Regions from separate parts of the Zea mays genome. Here region 2 is linked to region 1. A link is a contact called in public Hi-C data. All regions are on one chromosome and are shown on one strand. Each heading gives the region's core, a stretch centred on a gene start, on an enhancer-like site or on the middle of the called end of the contact. The rest is flanking DNA. Distances are from core to core; before and after follow the strand shown. Region 1 overlaps LOC100279717. Region 2 holds the start of LOC100193152.

Region 1 (5,840 bases), core at 1,508-4,007:
TAGGTCACAAATGCAGGAAATTGCACTCCAACAAGTGAAAATAATCCCTTAGATGAAACTTGAAGCGACTGCTGAAAAAAGCGAATCAAAAGGTTTGAAGGTCTTCATATCCTAAGTGTCGAAAAAGTTGTGGGACACTTGGTATAGAGTTAGGGATTTTATTTTTACTTTAGTTGTACTATAAAGAGGGGTTGTGGATGAGTAGTTTGACCAAGAAATGTCTATTGTAGTGTCGGTACATGCACACACTCAAAACTAATGCTAGGTGTCACTCTATGTCTCACACAAATTTGGAGTTGAAAACGGTTTAGAAAAACACTAACACTTTGTTTGGATCAATGGAATTGAATTCCATTCTAATAATAGTAATTTTGGCATATATCAATTAAGCTAATTCGGTTTTATGCAAAAATATATTTGTATACTATTATTATCAAGATGTCGAAGATATTTATGTGCTATATTTTTACTATAGAGGAGTGAGACAAAGAGTGTCATGTAAGTTATCGAGTAGAAACAAATTCTAGTAATACATAAAATCATTTCCCATCCTCCACCCCATGAATTTGAGATAGGCTTATATCTGAACTTTGGAAAGTGGTGGAATGTCAAATTCCAAACTAAATAAGTTACTTTATTGAGTGAATTCCAATTCCTCTAAAATGAAGGGATCTAAATGCCCCGTAAGTAGAAAAGAGGTGCAACTGCTCTAGGGAACCAGACTGTCCGGTGTGCACCGGACTATCTGGTGGTACACCAGTCAGCCGATCTAGAGAGCATTTAAAGTTGGCTCGGTTTGAGAGAGGCAAAAGACATGTCAATGGCTAGTTGTCAGAACTAGTCACTAGAAGCGCATTGATGGCGCACCGGACTGTTCGTTGCGACCACACATAGAACAGTGTTGTAACGACTAGTTTCTGTTGGTTGGGCTATTTATACCCCTTCCAACAGCCACATTCATTGTCTTGCTACCTCAACCACCAAGTATTCATCGCTTGAGCATTGCAAGTCCAAATTGCATAGTGAGGTGATTAGCAAAATCATAATCCCGCGTTAGGACCTCATTAGTGCACATGAGAGCCACCTATAGCACACACCGCATGCATTAGTCTTCTCTTAGTCAAGTGAAAGTCTATGGCTTATTACTCTTGTTGATCGACATCACCTAGACGGCTCGACGACATTTGGAGCTTGGTGAACACCCCGGAGGCTTTGTTGGTGACCCGACCAGGAGATTGTACACGGTCGTGACGGATCCACCGCGCAAGAGAGGCAAAGGATCATCTCATAGTGAGCACTTGGTCCTTGCGAGGACTAAGGGGGAGCAATACCCTTGCACGAGTGCTCCAACGAGTACTAGTGGAGAGTGCCGACTCTCCTATACCTTTGGAAAAACTTGGAGGAGTCTTCTTGGCCCTACTTTACATTCTGCATTTACTTTGAACAATTTACTTTGTGTATTTGCATTCCTAGTATTTGCCATGATGACTTAGGGTTTGCTTACTGTTTCCTAGTTTTAGTGATTTAGCTAAGTAGTTGGGCGAAGTTGTCCTCTTGTTTAGAGTTTAATCTTTTGCAAGAAATTTAGAGAAGCTCAATTCACCCCCCCTCTATTGGGCATCATGATCCTTTCACACCTATTGTCCTAGCCCTCAAGGCACCTTGCTCGCTGCCCTATGAGGCACCTCAAGCATCAGTCATGGGGCATCCCTTGCCCCAACCCTTGGGCCACCTCACGCATTTAACTCAAAAACACCTCTTGCCCAAGTTCTTGCAGTACCTCGCTCATCAGCCCAAGAGACACCTCTTGCCTCGGTTTGGTCCACCAACAACAACTTCCTCCTCCATGGCAAGCACATCTTCGTGCTACGACAAATGTTAGGTTGTGCCTCATATTTGAAGAAACTAGTGCTTACCTGTTGTAGTCGTTACTCATTAAGTTTCAAGTTAATCAGATCTAGTTAGCCTACGCGTCTGTGTCGTGCAATTATCCGACAGCGCCGCCACGCGATAGTGTTGGGTGTCAGGCGACACTTCCACTTGTGGTTCTGATCGTTTTTTTAGCTCAATTTTTACAGGTAGTCTATTCACTCCCTCTAGGCAACATCAAAATCCTTTTAAGTTTCATTATCCTTTGCATTTTCCTCATGAATTATGAAGTATAATTAATATTCAATTGGTTGTAAAAGTATGTTGAGTTTTTTCACTCTTAATGTTATAAAAAAAATAGTTTAAAACATGCTTCAATAATAAAATATTTGAACAGAGAAAGTTGGAGTTGAACCGCGCATTCAAAAGAACTACTGCACAGAAAGTTGGAGTTGATTCGCGTAGTCAAAAGAATACCTGCAAAGAAAGAAAGCAAAACTTGACCGTGTACTTGTAACGAAAGAGCCGCCGGTTACGTTGTCATGTCCACGCAAGCTAGGTCCCGCAGCGTCAGTGGCAATGAGACTTGCATGCGGTCAAACGTCTGGAAATTTTCTGACGCGCCACAGGTTTGACTTTTGACATGCCTGCAGGCTGCAGCTACAAAGTCTCAGGTCAAGATTTGCCCAATCCTGTGCCGTACAGAAGTTTCCAATCTCTCTGCATGCTACGACAATAGAGGTTACCTACCAGCACGTCCGACATATGAACTTCGCGTTATTCACCAACGTGTTTGGTAGAAGAAACCAAAGGAACCGAACTGTACACAACCGCCAACGTATTTGGTCGAAGAAACCAAAGGAGCCGAGTTGTACGTGTGTACGATCGTGCGTCGGCTCTTGGGCTGAGGACATGTTCTGACCAACTCGTAACAAGGTAGCACAGGTCACGGAGCCAACAACCAGCCAGATTCCGTTAGTATACAACAAAAAGGCACCAGACATCTAACGGCAATGAGAGCAACCAGCAACATGGAGAACAAAAACTGGAACTGGAATTACATTGGTAGAGAAACTGAAGGCTCCTACATCTTGTAGGCAGCGAGCATATGGATACAGCAAAGAGGTTAAATCCAACGCGACCAGAGTGAAAGAAAAAAAAGGGGCTTATAGCCCTTTAAGGGCTAGTTTAGGAACCTCATTTTTTCTAGAGATTTCTATTTTTCCACGAAAAAATATTTCATTTCCCCTTGAAAAATAGAAATACCTTGGAAAAAATAGAGTTTCCAAACTAGCCTTCAAAATTTCTCTCAAGTATTTTCTTCTATAGGAAGTAATGGTACACATGGGCAGCTTGAGTATCATGAGCTAAAATGTAAAAGGGTAAAATCAAATGTTACATGCCCCTTCCCCTTGCTGAGGCTGCTACCTAGGCTGCTTGCTTCCCCGAGAGCCCGCGTCCCGTCATACCCACATGGAACGCTGTTCCACCACCAAGGATGATGACAATAACCTTTTTCTACAAGACCTGGAGAGATTCTCAAATTGTCATGATTTCAGTGTTAATTTGTCACTGCCAAATAACCATAATCTGAATGTGGCTCAGATGACTAAAATCCAGGATAGTATATGAATCAAAGGACTTAAAAAACACAGTTAGTCAGTTATGGCGAATTCTGTGGTGAGTGTTGTATATGAAGCATTCTAAGCACATAGCAGAGATTTGCCATGATTTTCAGCATTGATTTTCCCCTAGCAAAAGTTGAAAAGCATGACCCAAAAGAACGAAGAATCATGAACTCCTACAGCACAAATAGCGTCTTCTGTCGACAATAAAATGATTTCTGGTGCAGCAAAAGAATATTGCAAGCACTGGTCACATAAATGCAAGCGCATATATTGTACTGAACTAAACGCCCACGCATTAGGAGCAAGGAGAGGGGAACCCACCACACATATACAATCACGGTAAAATCCAACACCATTCATGTCAACAAAAAAACATGCAGTTCCAGTAAGAAGCAATATGACGGCACTGATTTCCTGTGTAACATACCTAATGTGTCAACTTCTGATTCTAGGCTTGCACCGGAACTCGGCTAACAGTGCTATGTGATCTGATGACCATCCAGGAGATGGAAGAGCTGTGTCTTTTCTTAAACTTTCCTCATCCAAAAGTTCCAATAATGAATCCACTGTCAAGGAGTCCGCTGAAGGAGAACAAACATGGTCATTATCAAAAGAATAAGCACAATTAGTGCCTTTAATCTTATTCCAGAAAAATGGAGATACAGAAGCTGCAAACACAGAATAACAGGCTACATATGCAGGGCCTGTTTGGAAGTAAAGTATTTTTTTACAGTTTTTAGGCAATACCATGGTTTTTACTAATACCATAGTATTTTATGTCATAAGGTGTTTGGTTGCATTCCTGAAAACTATGTTTTCAAAACCATGATATTCTAGATACCATAGTATTTTTGGTGGAAACTCCACTCCAACCCGAAGTTTTCAAGCCATGGGTAGCTTTTACCTAATATTATGGCTTATAATGTTGTATCTAAACAATGTTTATCAAAACCATGGTATTTTTGGAGCCGGCCAAAACTATGGTATTGTCATGACAATTGTGAAGTATAGTATTGTATAACCATGGTTTGATAAACATTGTGGCCAAACAGGCCCGCAGTGAGGCTCCATGCACCAACCTGTGTAAAATATGTAATCAACAGTTCCAGTAAAATCTCTTGTGCAATTTGTGAAGAGTGGTTCATTTGTTGCAGGGTCTGTCCTTCTCCGCTGATGCTCCAAATCATAGCCAACACCTACCATTCTTGCAAATGCAGAGTATGCACTGACCTAAGCACAAGCAACACCATTGTTCAGAATATGACCAGAGCAAAAAGGGTACCAAAACCATGGCAGATTAACTGACCAGAGGAAGCTGATGATTCAACTTGCTTGGAGGGCGTAAAATTCCAAGGGGGTCTATTGCCAGATCTGGATGATGCTGATCAACTTTGCCCATTGCAAGAAGCGCATGTGGAGAACTGAAATGTACAATTGTGCGATTAAAAAATCATAGTTCAAGAAAAAAACTGATAAATATTGCCATGATTTCCAAATGCAGACGCACCTCCCAGGGGGCGAGTTGAAATCTCCACAGACCAACATAGGAATGTCTGCGCTGACAGCTATCTTCTCCAATCCTTTTAAGAGGGTATGAACCTGTAAAAACTGAAGGTATTATTATCCTGGAAAATTGAGATAACAGAAACCACTAGCGAATGTGGTCATACGGACCTCCCATAGCTTCACATCTTTTAGGTCTTGATGAACATTTATATGTGTATTTGCCTGCAAATTGAAATCGTTTAAGAAAACAATGAGGCTAGATAGCCTCATGACAACAAAATTGTATTGGTGTGCCAATAAGGGTAAGGGAAAGACGTAAATGATAAAGAGAAAGAGCAATATATGATAGAAGTAGGTCTCAAAATCTAGAGGAAAATGGTAAACGTCAATTTTCAACATGAGGATGATGCTAAGCATATTACAAGCTCTTTGTACCCACCAAAAGAAAGAAGATTTTATTCACGTACCACACAAAGTAGCTGTCTTTTACCAGGATTTTCAGCTCCATGATTAGCAAATTTGGCTTCTAAAACCGCAATTAGTGCAATGTTGTCCTTTAAAGGGATGGGGAAAGGGACATTATTAAAATTAATAAATAGAACTAATGACAGGATATATAATATAATGTTTCATTGTTTTTCTTACTTTAATCAAACGATTTAAAGCCAGTCTTTTCTGAGCAGAAGGAATAATCGCATCTGTTAAGGACTGTGCAGCCTTATTGAACTCAACCTATTCAAAAAAGTGCAATAATTAGATAGGTGCAACCAGCCAATAACTATGAACCTAGAAGTGATCATACCTCGTATTTTTTAACATGCGAAAACTTGTCTCTGC
Region 2 (5,922 bases), core at 1,787-4,286, 74 kb before region 1:
CAGCAGGTGGCGGCTCTGTCTAGTTGCAAGGCAGAGTACATCTCTACCACTTTTTCCTCCACCAAGGTTCTCTAGTTGGCTTGACTGCTAGGTGATCTCCTTGGCAGAGATGCTGAAGCAGTAGAGCTCACGGTAGACATCAAGTTTGCCTTGGCCTTGGCGAAAAATCTCGTCTTCCATGAGCGCGACAAGCACATTCGTGCCAAGTGCCACTTCATCAGGAGCTGCTTAGATGAGGGGAGTGCCAAGGACAACTACATTAGCACTCAAGACCAGCTCACTAATTTCCTCACCAAGTCACTTGGGAGGGTCAAGTTTCAGGAGCTTCGCACCAAAACTTTGATGGTTCAAATCCGTCCAGTGGCGCCACACATGACTTGGGGGAGATTGATAGGATAAGTCATGTTCCTAAGTCAGCATCTTATTTGGTACTTTGGCATCTTATATTCTATCTTATCGCTATTTTAGTAGTTAGAATCTTATCTCTACTTTTAGTTGTAACAAATTGCTTGGTCCTATATAGGTAACCATAACCAGCCATGGTTCATAGTGTGGCGTAAGAAATAGAAAAATAGAAAAATATGTCCTGAACATGTGTTCAACTCCAACAATTTAGAGCATCTCATACAGTGCCTTAAATCACTGCTCTATCTTAAACTATAGGGCTCAAGACATAAAAAATAGCTCCAACCTCCAACAGTGTCCTATTTTACAATTTTTATGAAAAAAAATATAGGGCACACCATGAAGTGGCCCAAATATACTACACCCCACACTAGTGCTCTATCCTTGTTTTCTACATAATTTCCAACAATTTCTTTCCTAATAATGTAATTTACTTCTTAAAATACATGATTTAGGGCTCAACTGTTGGAGCGCAATTTGTTTTTAGTGCCTTAAACACTTCAAATGATGTAGTATTTTAATTTATGGGACACTATTTTGAGTCACCTTGTTGGAGATGCTCTTAGAGTATCAGCTTCAAATAACTCTATAATCAATATCTGGTACAAACCAAAAATAGGAGAAAGGGGGACTGGCATTAGTGTGATGCACTGAAGTTCTTGCAAAATACACTTAAATGTACTACAGATGCAACATATGTATAGGAAGAGAAGGGGAAAATACTACCAATAGGACCCATTCTAATACAAACTACAATGGCAAAGGGGTGAGATCAAACATGTTTCGGAACAAACTCATGTGTTTGTGTTCCGCTCATTAAAGCATGAAGATCCATTAAACCACAGTTACCCGGCCATAGTATGATCTGCAAGATACAATTAAAGCATGAAGAATCTTCAGGCAACAATAATCAAGGTTTCTGGCTTGTAAGACGATCCAGCTCGAACACAACCATACGATACGAGACATAACCGAGATCCAACCGCCGAGCCGACAGGACCAAGGCCAGATTTGGGTATGGGGCCAACCAGGGCGGTGGCCCCAGGCCCCCAAATTTAATGGGCCCCTCCCCATATATGTCTTATATAGGTATCTTTAAACCCAGTAAAAAACCTAAAAAAACTAAATCTCCTAAGAGCTTGTCGCCCACTCGTCCTGTTTGTTGCCTCGCCGCCGCCAGGACACGAAACCTCTGACCTCTCTCGGAAGCCCTCCTCCCTGGCCCCCCTGGTCGTACAGGTGCACTGCTCTTTTGTTTGATTCGTGTAGGTTGTGGCCTTTGGTGAATTATTATTTTATTATTCTTGCTTGTTGCTTTCATACGTTGTAGGCCAGGGCCACTGGGCCTCAATGAACAATGATGATCCCCTCCACTCGAACCCGAAGAAGCAAAATTATATTAGTGAATTTTCTTGTTTTTGTATGTTGTAGGCCTTCGTGATCTCCTTCACTTGATCTTGGCCTCTGCCTTGCGGGATGCGGCATGGTTTTGTATTGTATGATTAATTTAATATGTTTTTAATATTATGTTATTTTTTATTGATAAAAATATGTATATGTACTAAATAAGTAGGGGCTCCTTTACAATAAGGCCCCGTTTGTTTCGTTGGAATTGAATTCCATTTTAATAATTATAATTTAGACCAAACTAATTAAGTTCATATATTTATATATGTAGTATATTTGTATATTATCTTAAATCATATGAGAGAGATAGTTATATACTACATTATGTTATAGCGAAAAGTGTGCTACAAGTTGTGTATCGAAAAAATAGCATGTAAATCTATAGAATCAATTTCCATCTATCAACCCATGAATTTGAGATATGCTTATATGATAATTCTGGAAAGTGGTGGAATGCCACATTCTAAAAAAATAGCTTATTCCATTAGTAAGATTCCAATTCTTCCAAATGAAAGGAAACAAACGGGACCTAAAGGAAAATTCCCTGAATCCTGCGCTTTTCCTGTGTCTTTGAACTAATTCATGTGATATTTCTGCGTTCCAAAAGAGCTCTAAAATTATATTTATATAGAAGGGGGCCGATATTTAAGTTTGCCCCAGGTCTCTAAAATGACAGCTCCGGCCCTGGGCCGGACCAAATGTCAGAATGGGGGTCAATCGCGGCGTACCTTGTACCCGACAGGGGCGTTGGCCTCGCGGTCGTTGCAACAGACGGTGCGCACGGAGGGTGCCATCGGCTGCGGCTGCCTCCGGAGGCTGGTGCCCCCGCCGCCGAGCCGCGCCGTGGACTCCCGGCGCGCGAAGCCTGAGGAGGAAGCCCCGCCACCCCCCGCCTGCTCACCGCCCAGCCGCGCCGTGGCCACACGCACCATCTCCTTTATCCGTGCGCTCATCCCGCTCATCCCTTCCCTTCCACCACCAAATCGAAACCGAACGAACGACACCGAGATCTGGCGGGAGGCGGGAGGCTGGAGGACCTCACGGTGGGCTGGGATCGAACGCGAGATCGGGAGCGCGAATCAGGCCGGTTTAGCGAGGCTTTGTGTAGATTTTAGCGCCGGGGGCTGGGGAGGATGAGGGGATTGGTGCTCGAATATGATCACGCGTCACCGGTGGTGCTCCTGGGCGCGTGGGCGTCAGCTTTCTTTCGCGTGGCTCCTTCCCTTCCTTCGCCGGGAGAGCAGACGTCGGAGGAAACGCAGGGGGTGAGGAAGTGGATGATTTTTGTAAGATGCACCCTGGCCTAACCTAAAAATACGGGTTTCAGAAGTGAGCTTTTGAAAGATTCCCACCCACCCCCAGACCGAGAATACTGCGATTCGAAAGTTGAGCTGTGTAGTTGAATACTTGAATCTTTTTCTTCGCTTTTTACTTCTCTCCATTTCCATACGAATATTCTTACTTTTGCTTCCACACCGAGACCGGAATCAATATTTCCAAAAATATACTTGGTTGCATAACTTTTACGTCAAAAAACAATGTAATTGTAATTTTATCTGAAGTTAAACTGTCCTAAATTTAATTAACTTTATATAAAACAATTATCAATATTTATAACAAAAAATATACATGTTTTGAAAATATATTGTGTTGGTACTACTGATATATGATAAGTATTAATGCCTTTACAGAGCTTAGCGCTCTGAGGGCATGTTTGGTTCTAAGGTTAGTTGTTTAAATTCTGCTTCACAATTTACCACGCCTAAGTTAATATTGTCATGCTTTTATAAGTTATTGACAAGCGAGACATATATAGCAGGCAGAAATTCTTGCCACAACTATGGTTCTAAACTAAACACATGTCTAACTTGATCAAACTTGTCTAACCTTAGGTGTGGCAAATAGAGATGGCCAAACGGGTCGCCCGTTTCGACCCGGGCCCGGTGAAGTCTGGCCTGTTTTGGGCCCGGCCCGGTAGGCACGGTTAGAAAAACGGGCCGGTCATTTAAACCCGCGGGCTCGTTTTCCTGTCCGAGCCCGGCCCGCAGCAGGCCTAAACGGGCCGGGTCTGCCCGGTAAGCACAGAAAAGCGGGTCAAAACGGGCTAAACGGGCCGGTAAGCACAATTTAGTGCAAAAAGGGTTTGACAGGCTTATAGGTAAACGAGTCGTGTCGGGCCAGCCCACCGTGCTTAGTTTCCTGTCTAGGCCCGGCACGCTTATCTGTGCCCGGGCCGGCCCGGGGCTGCATAGAACCGGGTCGTGTCAGGCTCGGATCGGGCCCAAACAGCGGGCTTCGTGCCGAGCTCACGGGCCTCGTGCTTATTTGCCATCTATAGTGGCAGATTGTGGCAGGTGAGGCACAAACAAACAACCCCTTAGTAAGCAATAGTTTGATTGAGGACAAATTTAGAGTTACATCCTTGGAAACATATCTGGTGCACATAAGCTTTTGATACACATATGGTGCACAAGAATTATCAAAGTTCAAAAAAATGAAAAATTCATACATATTTTTTCCATCCTACTCCAATTATATACAAAACTTCAATTTCAAATTGATTATATTTTAGTTGTAATAAAAAAGTAAAATTTCTAACAAGTTTAAATTAGATAATTAGCTAAAATATTCTTTTTTATTAAAGCTAACATATAATGAATTTTAATTTGAAATTTTATATATAATAGGAGTAGGATGGAAAGAATATGTATGAATCTTTTGTGAACTTTGTTAGTTCATGTGCACTATATGTGCACCAAAGGTTCATGTGCACCTGATATGTTTCCTACATCCTCTGTCTTGGGATAGAACAATTTGAATTTTGCCCCGAGCATGATTATATAAGTATTAAAAACCATGGTCGCTTTTGTGTTCTTGTAGAACCCTCATTTAATTAACCATTGGTATAAGTGATGGATTATGCGGAGGCTACACTAGCGCAAAACAAAAAACAGAAACTGTTGCGGTTATAGATCATGGAATTACCACTAGACTCGCAGGACAGTGGAAGACATCTCGATGTATACAAATGTGTCAAGCAGTGTTGTGCAGTCGTCGACGACCTTCACGTCCTCACGCGGTTTGTCCTAGTGCTCCAGATGTAGCACCTCCGAGGTATTCACACGTATAGGGGGAAGCGTCGTGTTCTGAACCGCTAGGTTCGCGACGGTGGCTAGGCGAGGGCGAGTGGCGGACGGCTGCTCGTTTACTGGTGGCGAGTTAGGGTTACCTTAACCGCGCCCTTGTGTAATACCCTGAATTTGGAGGTATAAAATTTCTTTCTCATTATCATCCAAATTCACGTGTTACTCTTCTCTATATCACTCTAGTTTCTATCTCTCTCTAGTTTCTCTCTCTCTCTCTCTTTCTCTTTTGGTTAGGGTTAGCTTAATTAGTGAGGGATTATTTATTCTATTTTTGACAAAGCATATGAGTCATGAAATTTGCATCATGTTGAACCACAAATATTCTTTGAATTGTTGCACATGTTTGATTTGGTTTGAATTTGAAACTTGATTTAAATTTGAATTAAAAACACTAGAGAAAATAAATAGAAAAGCAATTAGAAATTCCCTGGAAGATAGAAAAAACCATTTTAGCCCAGTCGGCCCACTAAGCCCAACCCCGCGCGCGCCCCTCGGTGTCTGACAGGCAGGCCCCGCCTGTCGGCGCCAACCCGCGTGCCCTCTCTCCCTCTCTCTCTCTCTCTCTCGCTGCCCCGTGGGCCAGGTTTGTCAGCGCCGTTCTTATCGCCTGCGCGTCCCTCTCTCTCTCTGTCCCGCCGAACCCACCTGTCAGCTCGTCCCCAACCTCCCGTCCACGATCCCCCGTCGTGGACGCGCCCACGACCGCGCGACCTCCGGCCACCTCCGCACGTCCCCGCCCCTTTTGAGCCTCGTCCCCTGCTCGCCCACCTTCCTCCGCTCACTTGCGACCTCTCTCTCGCTCTGCACGCGCGACCAAAGAGCTCCGTCACCGCCCACCGTCGAATGTCGGTCGTTCTGCGACCGTCGTCGAGCCCGCGCCCCGCATGTTGCCTCGATGAGTTCCGCCTTGCCGTCAGCTACTCGGGACACCCTCTGGTTTGCCCTTCTCCTCCCTGGTTTGTCT

Evidence for each region. A called contact is a pair of places that touch in the nucleus more often than the background predicts.
Region 2: a contact with region 1 is called in a Hi-C map of ear, with 2.8 times the contacts expected there. The contact joins the promoter of LOC100193152 here to the enhancer-like site in region 1. A contact is called at or near these places in 5 of 25 Hi-C or Micro-C datasets (ear, endosperm, leaf and 1 more).

What each region holds. Positions count from the first base shown.
Region 1 is chr5:35,749,743-35,755,582 of Zm-B73-REFERENCE-NAM-5.0, reverse strand. LOC100279717 reads right to left here. Exons shown (of 13, transcript NM_001366101.1): 5 at 5,806-5,840; 6 at 5,649-5,735; 7 at 5,471-5,557; 8 at 5,172-5,225; 9 at 5,005-5,096; 10 at 4,804-4,918; 11 at 4,577-4,727; 12 at 3,925-4,078; 13 at 3,041-3,396. The coding sequence ends at 3,933. Among protein-coding and RNA genes, the nearest start is that of LOC100279717, 15 kb to the right of the region's middle. Within about 2 kb of position 2,757, at least 16 of the 20 cell types and tissues checked have an H3K27ac peak or open chromatin away from gene starts, as enhancers often do. A contact at or near this core is called in ear, endosperm, leaf and 1 more, where this site is marked.
Region 2 is chr5:35,823,540-35,829,461 of Zm-B73-REFERENCE-NAM-5.0, reverse strand. LOC100193152 reads right to left here and starts at 3,036. Exons shown (of 27, transcript NM_001399091.1): 1 at 2,541-3,036. The coding sequence starts at 2,774.